Regions from separate parts of the Mus musculus genome. Here region 2 is linked to region 1. Evidence: chromatin contacts called from public Hi-C data. All regions are on one chromosome and are shown on one strand. Each heading gives the region's core, a stretch centred on a gene start, on an enhancer-like site or on the middle of the called end of the contact. The rest is flanking DNA. Distances are from core to core; before and after follow the strand shown.

Region 1 (5,462 bases), core at 2,124-4,623:
GACTAGGCCATCTTCTGTTACATATGCAGCTAGAGATATGAGCTCTGGGGGTACTGGTTAGTTCATATTGTTGTTCCACCTATAGGGTTGCAGACCCCTTCAGCTCCTTGGGTACTTTCTCTAGCTTCTCCATTGCCCTGTGGTCCATCCTATAGATGACTGTGAGCATCCACTTCTGTATTTGCCAGGCACTGGCATAGCCTCATAAGAGACAGCTAGCTATACCAGGATTCCTTCAGTAAAATATTGCTGGCATATGCAATAGTGTCTGGGTTTGGTGGCTGATTATGGGATGGATCCTCAGGTGGGGTAGTCTCTGGATAGTCCATCCTTTCATACATAACTCTTTATCTTGTCTTAAACAATGATAAAAGTATCAGGTACCTTTTGCTGCAACTAGATACTCAAGGGAACATAAGAAGTCTCACTACCCTAAATTAGGTATCCACTCTTCTTGGAAAGTGTGTCCATCTATAATAAACATCTCTCTTCTTTCGATATTTGGACTGTTGCTTGGATTGCTAAATCAAATGAAACTCGTCCCTTACCATTGTGGCCCTTTTCCTCTCAATAAGCACAGAATAGATATGGGGACTGGAACTGTCTTTTCATCTCAAATATATTTTAAAATATCTACAATACAGGCTGGAGAGTTGTGCTTGCTGCACGCCATGGATGGCCTCAGTTTGATCCCTAGAGACCACATAGAGGTAGAAGAAAAGAAAAAAAACGATTCCACAAAATTGCCCTCCGACTTCCACATATGCTACGTGGCATGTATGCACTCCCCACCCCCACATCATGCTCACACTCAAATAATAACAAATTAAAATTTCTCCATTATACAAACAAACGATAGCCTTATCTTTCACTCGGTTCACTTTCCATCCCTTCCTTTCCCTTCAATTCTTCATTCATCAACTCTTCCTTCCAAGACTTAGGAGGTTTTGTGCTTTAGAATTTTATACAAAGTCAGGAGTGCAGTTCGGGGGTAGATTGAGTGTTTAATATAAGTTCAGTTTTTAGTACAGAAAAAAAAGAAAGTCAGGGAGAGACAAAGCTAGAGATGGAGGGAAGAAGAAGGGACTTTAAGAAAAGACTGGATAGTAGTCACTAGGATTTCACTGTTAAAAAGCAACAAAATATGCTGGATATGACTACACTGGCCATGATGCTGGCATTCAGGTGAGGCAGGGAGACCGAGAGTTCTCAAAACTAACATAATGAGACCCAGTCTGAAGAAGTGTCCCCTACAGATAAAATTCCACCAAGTCCTGAAATCCTGCCTGTCCCCATTCTTCCCAGGGCATTTAGTAATTAAGCTTTAACATTGTGACTCCTACAGCTTTTAATACACCGCACTCACAGATTCTTAAGTCTCCAAGTAACAAGTCTGCATACAGAGATAAGACAAACCAGTCATTAAAAGACATTCTCCTTAAGAAATAGAAGCAGGGCTGGAGGACGCCTTGGGTAAAGGAGATTGCTGCCAAGGCAGAGGGGGATCCGAGTCAGAGCCTCGGGACCCACATGGTGGAAGGAGGAACTGGCACGCTGGCTTCTGATGTGCACAGGGATGCTATGGCTCTCTCAGCCATAGTAAATAAGGAAACGCAACAAAGAGAAACCAACTGCCCTGTAACCATATTTATTGATAAACACATAAAAGAATATTCCAACATGTAGGTATATATGCATATTTTACCATAAAAGCCTGTAGGTATAGCTGCTTCGGCAAAAGACATATCTTCTGTAGAAACCTTAGAATTCTAAATTGCAATTATAAATGGAATACTCATTCCTACCTTAGCTGTTAAAGTGTTTAGATTATCACCAAAGCCTTCCTTCATTGAAACAAATTTAAAAGCTGGTCCAGTTGAGTTCTGATGGGACACAGTGTTGAGGACTGCACTTAGTGAAACTCCGTCTAATTTCGAGCAAGAGTGCATTTTGTGGAAATAGGAACAAGTAGATTGGCTACAGCTGCCATGACTTGGGGAGATGCACGGGATCCCTCAGGAGTAAAACGATCCCACTGCAGTTTGTCATTGGACTACAACACCCAGCTTCAGCTCCAGGACATTCCTCCCTCTGAGGGACACTTACATTGTCGTGGGTTTCGGAGTAAACTCCTAGTGGTGGAAGAGCATTGATCATAGAACGCTTCCAGCAGGGCCAGTGTCCTCTGCCGATCCAAGGCCATCACCTACACAGAAAGCTTGCAATTAGTAACTGCAGCACACTTAAAATCTTCATGATGGTACATCGTGACTTCCTGAATAGTCAGTCTATCATGAAGACTGCCACCACCTCTATTATCACCATGAATATAAAGGCTACAGCACCAAAATCAAGAAGCTATATCTTGCCCGTAGGCTGATATTTAATTCTCCCATTTTGTCACAGTCACGATGCCTTGGGCTTAGCGGATATTAAAAAAAAAATTTGTGGGGACTGGCACGACTTGTTGAACTCAATGCACAGTACTCAGATCTTATGTAACATGGCCCACGTGTGTCACATACAGTTAACTGCTCCTTACTTGTCCTTTCACACGTTATTCTGAGAACATTTTAATTATGGAGAAATGTAAAAAAGAAATGGCAAAGCTAACACTGCCTGTGATCTTAGGAGCTGGAAGTAACAATTGTTGAGAGTACACACAGGGGTTGGGAGATGGCTCAGTTGGTGAAAAGTGCTTGCCTTACAAGAACAAGGACCTAAGTTTGGTCTGCAGAACCCACATAAAAAAAAAAAAAAAAAACTGGGTGTGGTGATGAGTCCTTGTAATCCCATTACTGGGGAGGTAGAGACAGGCGGAGCCCTGGGGTTCCCTGGCCATTTGGTCTCGTTGACTTGGGAAATTTCAAGGCCAATGGGAGACTCTGTCTCAAAGAATTAAAAAAAGACCAACACCCAAGGTTATCCTTTGACCTCTACCTGTGCATGCATGCACACACACATAAAAAGCGTGCACAAAACTATACTAGACCGATTATATATATATATATATATATATACATATATATATATATATATATAATTCTTTAACTTGTCTTTTGAAATTGTCATTTTAGAAGGGAGTTAAGGCAAGATCTTGCTATGTAGCCCAGTATGGCCTAGGACTTTGTAGGTAGCCTAGGCTGGCCTGGAACTTGGAATTCTTCTGCTTTGGCTTCCCAAGTTCAGGTGTATGCTACCACGTCTGGCTTTCAAAATGCTTAGGTTTACTCAACGTTTGGATATAATTTGTGCAGATAAAGAAATATGTTTTATTCATTGTAGGAGCTGGAGAGCTGGCTCAGCAGTTAGGACCACTTGATGCTTTCACAGAGAGCTCAGGCTCAGTTCCCTGCACCCACGTGGTAGCTTTATGACCACCGATTGCTCCAGCTCCTGGGGAGCCAGCTTCCTCTTCTGGTATCTGTAAGCGCCAGGCACTCGCGTGGTGCTTTTACATAAAATAGACAAAATGCCCATACATGAAAAGTACAAACTAAATCAATCTTAAAAGAAAAAGCTTACTTTATTCATTTTAACTGTTATATAGTATAATATTAAAACACTGTAATTTCTTAGAATTCTTTTATTAATAGAAATTAGGTTGTTTCTAGTATTTTGAGAAAAATAAGCTTCAATGAATAATCTTATTCACACATCCTGTGTACATTTAGATATATTTTTCTAAAGTACATAAAGGGAATTAGTATTTAAATTTTCTAAAGTAAATAAATGGAATAGTTTTTGCTTGTAAACTGGGTCTTTCCTCACTCTCTTTGGAATTATGGAACTAATAATGACCTAATAGCAACCGAGCAGTAAAAGGAGACTCTTTTCCTCGTTCTGGGATGCAAATAGACTGAGATGCCCGCAGCTCCCACCAGCCTGTCATCTGGCATTTGACTTCCTTAGGAGCTTCTGCTTGGCTCAGTCCTTGAAGATGAAGGTCTTCTCATCGGCCCTCTCCCCACCTTCCTGTCCAGCTCTGAACTGTAGCCTGACTCTAAAACAGCCGCCACAGAGCTTCAAGCTGGTTCTGTATCTCATTCCCATAGACTCCTTTAGAATTTGGTCAGTTTCCCAGCTCTGGTTTCCTGTAACATAGATGTATATGGTGTGTGTGTGTGTGTGTGTGTGTGTGTGTGTGTGTGTGTGTGTGTGTATGTGTGTACTATAAGTCCTAGAGCAATTATAAAAAGGGGCATAGCATTAGACACATGCATACATATGCACACACACACATGCCATGTGTACATGTGTTTACTCTGTGGTGTGTAATGTGTGGCATGAGAATTAACATTAGCTGTTATGATAGGAATAAATAACCTTGTGTTTGCCCCAGCCAAGGCTGTCAAGGAAAGCAGGAACATCTGTTAAAATGCTGCTGAAACTTCCATGCCTGCGAATTTATTGTTATTCAATAAATTCTGACATTGTGGAAAGACAAAAGAGAAAGAAAAGAACAGATGTGAGAGATACACTCTCAAATCAACTTCTCAACTTCTGGTTGTCAGGAGTTCACAAATACAGGGCAAAGAAAGGAGTGGAGAAGAGAGGTCAGTAAAGGAGAGGACTGTCCCTGTCAGAAGGGCAGCACAAGGGCAGTGGTTTTCCTGGGAGCCAGACACCCCTTCTCTCTTTGTTTTTTTTGTGGCTCCTGCCATAGCGACTGTCAATTGCCATAGAGCAGGAATGTTACATAGCATGAAGATGCCATTATGATGAGGCTATAGGCTGTTTGGTGGTCTCTCTAGGACTGTCTTAGAGTCAACCCATTTCTATGGTATGTCTTCTCCCAGCCTTTCATTTTTAAGACGTGTCTTCATACCAGTTCTAGCATTTTTCATTTGCTAATCTGCTTTTTCTCTTTTGTCTTTTCTGCTTTTTTTTCCTTCTTAGTTCTTGCATTTCTATCTAACTATATTTTTTAATTGGACTGCTCAGGCCTATAAATGTGTTTTTTCTTCATATCCCTTTTACTTGCATATATTAATTATACAAAAAGATAGCCTTTGCTATGACATTTTAATACTTTAATAAAATATATTTTTATCTTATTTGTTCCCCATTATCTTCTCTTGGCCTCCCACCCACCTCCCACTCATCTTTTTCTATCTTCCAAACAGTTTCCCCCAGCCCCATGCTTTTGTTAGAAAATGTTTAATTGATGTAGTTGCTATGGTTACTGTAAATCTATCATCTTCTTACTTGCCTTTTCATTCATCTCATTTGTTCTTTTCCCGTCTTCTTTTTTGTTTTTTTTTTATGATTTTTTTCAGAACATTGTATAATTACATCATTTCCTCCCTTTCTTTTCCTCCCTCCAACTCTTCCCATGAACCTTTTCCTGCTCTTTCAAATTCATGGCCTCCTTTTCTCTAACTGTTTACATGTGTGTGTGTGTGTGTGTGTGTGTGTGCATATGTATACATGTGTCTAATGTTATGCCTCTTTTTGTAATT
Region 2 (5,262 bases), core at 115-2,614, 74 kb after region 1:
TTAACCACACAGCAACCAGAAAGAGCTTATGACAGCCCTATCAGTTTAAAAGGAGCAATGAGATCCAAGATTGTTTGAGTGACAAACAGAAAGAGGTGGGCTTTAGAAACTGGAGTCCATAAGTGAGTGTTTTCTACAGCTTTGATATGGATGGTGGTATTTACCAGTTCATCCCCTCAACTATCTCTGTGTAAATATATCAACGGGTTGCACTGCGTGACTTTTCCTTTTCTTTTTAGTCTTGATTTTTCCATTACATGCTTGGTTGATGTTGGCAGTTTACCATTTAGAAATGTCTTCCTTTAAAATATTTTAATTCTACATTTTCACTTGCATTTATGAAATAGTCAAATTTATGGGGGAAAGAAAAAAAGCTCAATGATCAAAAGATCTTTGTTTAGTGGAGATCTTCACAGTAGGAAGCAATTGAGAGGTTTTAAAAAAAAAATAGCAGGTTGGAGCTTTCCAACTCAGGGTCCAGCTCTCTGTGCCCGCCCCTTCCCTCAGCATCTCAGGTACAGTGACTGACTTTAGGCAGGTTGTAGAGGAAGGAAGCCTGAGGCTACTACGAAGTTTCCAGTGTTTACCACCGGGGGGAAAAATCTTTCTTAGGAAAAGTCTGGTCGTTAACCCTGAGGCCCTTTATGATGAGGAGGGTGGGGAAGCTCATTAAGACGGAGCCCTCTTGAGGGCCAGGTCCAAGCAGGAGGGCTGGTCTCCCGGGTCTAGCCCAGAGAAAGCGTCTATAGCACCTGCGGAGCCCTTTTCCACTAGAAAACGTGTTCGCCTCAGGATTTTCGCCTCAGTTTTTCTCTAAGGTTGCGCGCCCCACTCATAAAATGGTTGTCTTTCTGGAGTGAGGATTAGCGGCTCTCCCACCGACCCCCACCCCCAGATCAGGACCCTCGGTTGGCTGGCTGCCTTCCAGGGCTCCTTGGCCAGCTCGCCCCACGCCGCGCAGCGGGGACAGACAGAGCCGCAGGGGCAGCAGTAGGGCTCGAGAGCTGACCCGGGAGGGGACGGCGGCCCGAGGCGCGGCGCACGCAGCCTGCCCGCCCGCTTCCGGCAACTTAAGGGTTACGCCGCCGCGGCGGCGCGCGCCGAGGGGAGAGGCGGTTGCTGACAGGTGGCGCCTGCGCACTGGGAGCGCTCATTGTGCCCCGCAGCTGCCGAACCGCCCGCCTGCCCGCCCGCCGCCCGTTCGGCGCGTCAGTAGGCGAGAGAGTCCGGTGGTGGGTGCGGAGCCCGAGGCCGTTCCCGCGGCTTCATCTCCCTCTCCGTTTCCCTCGTCCCTACGCCTCACCCATCGTCCCCCATCCCGGCTCCGTCACCCTCCCGCCCCCCACACTCAGGACGAGAATGCCCTGCCCGGAACAACCCAGCAGCACCTAGATGGCTTTGGTCACGGTCCAGCGGTCGCCTACCCCCAGCACCACCTCCAGCCCTTGCGCCTCGGTGAGTCCCTCCAGGCGGCAGCTCCCAGCTTCTGTCACTGCGGCTCCGCTTTGCCTCAGCGGGTCCCGCCGAACGCCACTGCGCACGCGCCGCGCCTCTTCCCAGGCCTTGGCACTCAGGCTGCTGCGAACCCCCCACACCCTCATCTTACCGGCGAGCAGCAGCGACTGCCAGACGTTGGGGTTTTTTGTTTGTTTGTTTGTTTGTTTGTTTGTTTTTTCCCCAACCTCCATCACCCGGAGCACCCAGTCCCTCACAGCGCTGGCTCAGAAATCTCCCGTAGCATGCTTCCCATGGCTTGAGCACTTCCTTTCGGCTATGAGTCATTCTTGCTTTTCACCCTCCCCCCTTCTTTTACCCTCTGTTGCTCTGTTGCAGGGAGAGGAAGGGTGGGCTCCTAGGTTACCCCCGACCCACACCCATATCCTTTACGCACACCGTTTCAGGGACCCAGTCAGTGCACTGCGCATCCTTCTTCCGTCTCGCCCTGTGTGTGCCTTTCTCTAGTCCCTGGCATCTCTCTTGTGCTCCGTACAGTTTAGGCTTCATTGGACTGCTCGGTGGTAGTTACTCCCTGGTTTCTTCCCACCCTTAAAAGATGGCAGTGATCTCTGCTTCTTGGACTTCTACCTTTCTCAGTGAGAACCCAAAGCTTCTGGTGCTGCTTGATAACCAGTGCCAATTCATTTCCATCTTATAGACATTTATGCCTTCCACTCATTGCTCATGATCGTTCTTGCTCATGGGTTGTGCTTGGATGGTTCATGACTTCAAATGCTGTGTCGCTAAAGCATGTTTCCAGAAGGAAAACACTCATCAATTAGCATTTTTTTTTCTGCTGGGCTTTTCTATGCCTTCACCTCCACCATGACTCCTTTATAGCTCTAGTCTCGGGCTTCATATTTGTGAATACCTGCTAGCATGTGTTAGCATTGCACCAGTGTGGTAAAATGGGTCTTAAAAAAAAAACAGGCATCTAGATGAAAATATGAGCAATTGAAGAACTATTTCATATAGAATTGTAGTTTTAACATTAGATTTAGTAGTGTCAAGTTGCAAAGAGGCATTCAGTGAACACCATGACTTTCCACTGTATGAAAGAAAGTTGGGTCATTAATATTTGTTAACTGAGATAGGAGTTTGATATCTTGAAAGCATGTTGCCTTGTGATTTCAATATAGTTTCCTGAATTTCAAAATTTTGTTGCATATTGTGGTAGTTTCTTCCTTTGTGAGTTTTCTTGTGTGTTTTTGTATGACTACCCTAATTCAAGAAATTACTCTATTCACCTTGTGATGGTACAGGATACAAAACTGAAATCTGTGGGTAGAAGTTTAAAGAGGCACATTTCCATTAGTTTAGGGAAGACGTTTGTAAAAATCAAGTGCACTGTTTTGCAAAATAGCACACATTGTATCAAGCAGAAGCCAGGGGAGCTTTGGCCAGACAGGTGATATAAAGAATCCTTGCATGGGGGGGGGGGCTTGCTGGACTTTCTAAAGCTTTATGATTCTGTGATTTGAGAATAATTGTACTTCAGAACTGATGAAACACTTTAGGGTTTGCTCTAGGCAAATATGAGAGGGGTAGAAATATGTAGCATTTTCATGAGTGGATTTTTTCCACTTTATGGTAGATTTTTCAGAATTGATAGAAAATCTTCAGACCATAGTAACTCACTCCAATAGTAAATCCTTTGATTTTTGTGGTTACCAGGCCTAGTTTTGGCTGTGAAAGCAATCAAGGGTTAGTAGATAACATACTGAAGTAGAACTCAGTATTGTAAAACTATTTCCCCTGGGCATTGCTGAAAACCTTTTATGTTACAGTAGCATTTATTAAGCTATTGTTATATCAGTTGTCTTGAAGTAAATGAATAATATTTGGTAAAGCCATATTTATTTGACATGGCTTTATTAGTCAAAACTTGGAATACTTTAGAATCTTGAGGAATGTTAATAGTCATTTTGGCATAGGTAGGCAATTAAGATTGGTCATGTAAATACTGTAGTATTTACTATAGTAAATATTGAGTAGTAAACTCAGTTATTAAGCTAAATGACAGATAGTTCTATATGCCCTGGTCTGATGATTGCAGTTGTTTATACTTGGCCCTGTGTGTAGAGAAATCCTGGCACTGCTGTGTGAGTAACAATCAGCATTGTTAGTGTGGCTGACAGGCCGCTTCTCTTTCCCTTTAAATTGTCTTCCTATTTGATTCCATCCAGACCTGTGCTCAGCTCAGTTGTCTTGTGGTCCTTGTGCTACAGTGTCTGACATGCATGTATTTTGCCGTTTTATCTCTTACTATATGAATAGGTTGGTTGGTTGGTTGCTTGCTTGGTTTTAAAAGTGAGGAAGAGTGCAAAAGGTAGTTGACTTTTTTTTCTTTAAAGAACAACTGAAGTTTGTGAAGCTGAAGATTTACTCTTTTAATGATGGACATATTAGTACTATCAGCTCTTCAGCATTTTTAAATTAAGCATAAATAACTTGATCACTGTAGTAGTTAATCTTCAATGTCAATTTTACTGTGAAAAATATTTCCAGAGAGGTTTAACTGAGGAGGGAGGACCCATCCTAACTGTGGCACTGTTGTCCCATGGGGTGGGTACTGGACTGAAGAAAAAGGGAAAGTCCAGCAGAGCCCAGCACTCCCTCTCTCTGTTTCCTCATCTGCCCACTTGTTAGCAAATTTCTCCTCCCATGCCTTCCCTTCCCTGATGGACTGTATCTGTGAACTCTGAACCAAAGCCAGTGCTTCCTCTCTTAAACAGCTTATTGTTAGGTGTTTGGTCAAGGATCAAGAAAAACAACCTAATACAATTACCTACTAGATATGAGTGACCATCACAGATACTGAGTCATATAAGATATTAATCTGTCTATCAGAAGATGTAATTTGGGTAGCAGGGTTGGTAGAAGACAAATATAGACACCATAGAGGCAGTGAGGGCAATAAGAGTAATGTACACATGAACCAGTTTATAATGGTCATAAGTATTGTCTGGGTTCAGATTAATATAAGTTCACTAATAGCAGTAGTAATTAGAATACCAACAATTTATTTCTCTTGGATTCTCATCCGTTCCAGGCATCATGCTAAATACTTTACATTCATGATTTAACTCAGTTATTCCTTACAATGTGCCAAAGGAAAGTTGGAAAGTTGCTTTTATCCCTGTCTTATAGATGAAGAAACTGAGACAAGGAATATTTAAGGAATGTGTACTGTGTCACTCAGTAAGTAAGCGATTGGAGTTGTAATTCAAATGAAAATGTGTCTAACCTTTGAAGGTAATATTGAAGTGATGGTGATGAAGATGTATATCACAGTAGGTGTCTCTCAAACTAGCCTTTGAAGTTTGAGTTTCTATATATAGGTCAAGACTGAAGATAGGAAGAGCAAGGTATCCTAGGTAAAGAAGAGCTATGTGCTGCAACACTTAAAGCCAGAAAAGTACACTGCATTAAATGAAGGAATTAAATAGACCAGTTTGAGGATTTATTTGGACAGTGAGAGATAAAAGTGAGAGGTAGCTAGGGCTGTGCAGGAATTGCTGAGCCAGGTATTTGGGATTAATGAAAAGGCAATAGAAAGTTCTCACAAGTTTTGAGCAATGTGATCACAGTAGTGTTTTAAGAAAATTGATATAGGGGCTTTGGGCCAGAAGGATTTTAGGAAAGACAGAGGTCATGAGTAGAACCAGTTAAGCTATTGTTAAGGTCTGAGCTGGGATTTTTGTAGTGTTAAAGGAAGAGACAGATGTTAAGGATTATAAGACTGATTGGATATAGGACTAGAGA

Evidence for each region. Hi-C and Micro-C count contacts between places; a contact is called where the count stands out from the background.
Region 2: a Hi-C map of the G1E-ER4 cell line shows a contact between it and region 1, with 2.5 times the contacts expected there. The contact joins the promoter of Ssh2 here to the enhancer-like site in region 1. A contact is called at or near these places in 2 of 39 promoter capture datasets (the C10 cell line and embryonic stem cells), 1 of 15 datasets of contacts at CTCF or cohesin (CD8 T cells), 4 of 484 Hi-C or Micro-C datasets (ECoMG-derived neutrophils, the G1E-ER4 cell line, bone marrow-derived macrophages and 1 more), 5 of 115 datasets of contacts at active chromatin or transcription factors (CD8 T cells, the SCID.adh cell line, embryonic stem cells and 1 more) and 3 of 9 other capture datasets (adipose tissue, liver and pancreatic islet).

Annotation. Positions count from the first base shown.
Region 1 is chr11:77,138,733-77,144,194 of GRCm38.p6, forward strand. It overlaps Efcab5 (EF-hand calcium binding domain 5), which reads right to left. Exons shown (of 18, transcript NM_176965.3): 4 at 2,107-2,206. Among named protein-coding and RNA genes, the nearest start is that of Efcab5, 48 kb to the right of the region's middle. Within about 2 kb of position 3,374, at least 4 of the 459 cell types and tissues checked have an H3K27ac peak or open chromatin away from gene starts, as enhancers often do. A contact at or near this core is called in the G1E-ER4 cell line, where this site is marked.
Region 2 is chr11:77,215,061-77,220,322 of GRCm38.p6, forward strand. Ssh2 (slingshot protein phosphatase 2) reads left to right here and starts at 1,365. Exons shown (of 15, transcript NM_177710.4): 1 at 1,365-1,455. The coding sequence starts at 1,393. It also overlaps a transcript of Efcab5 not described here.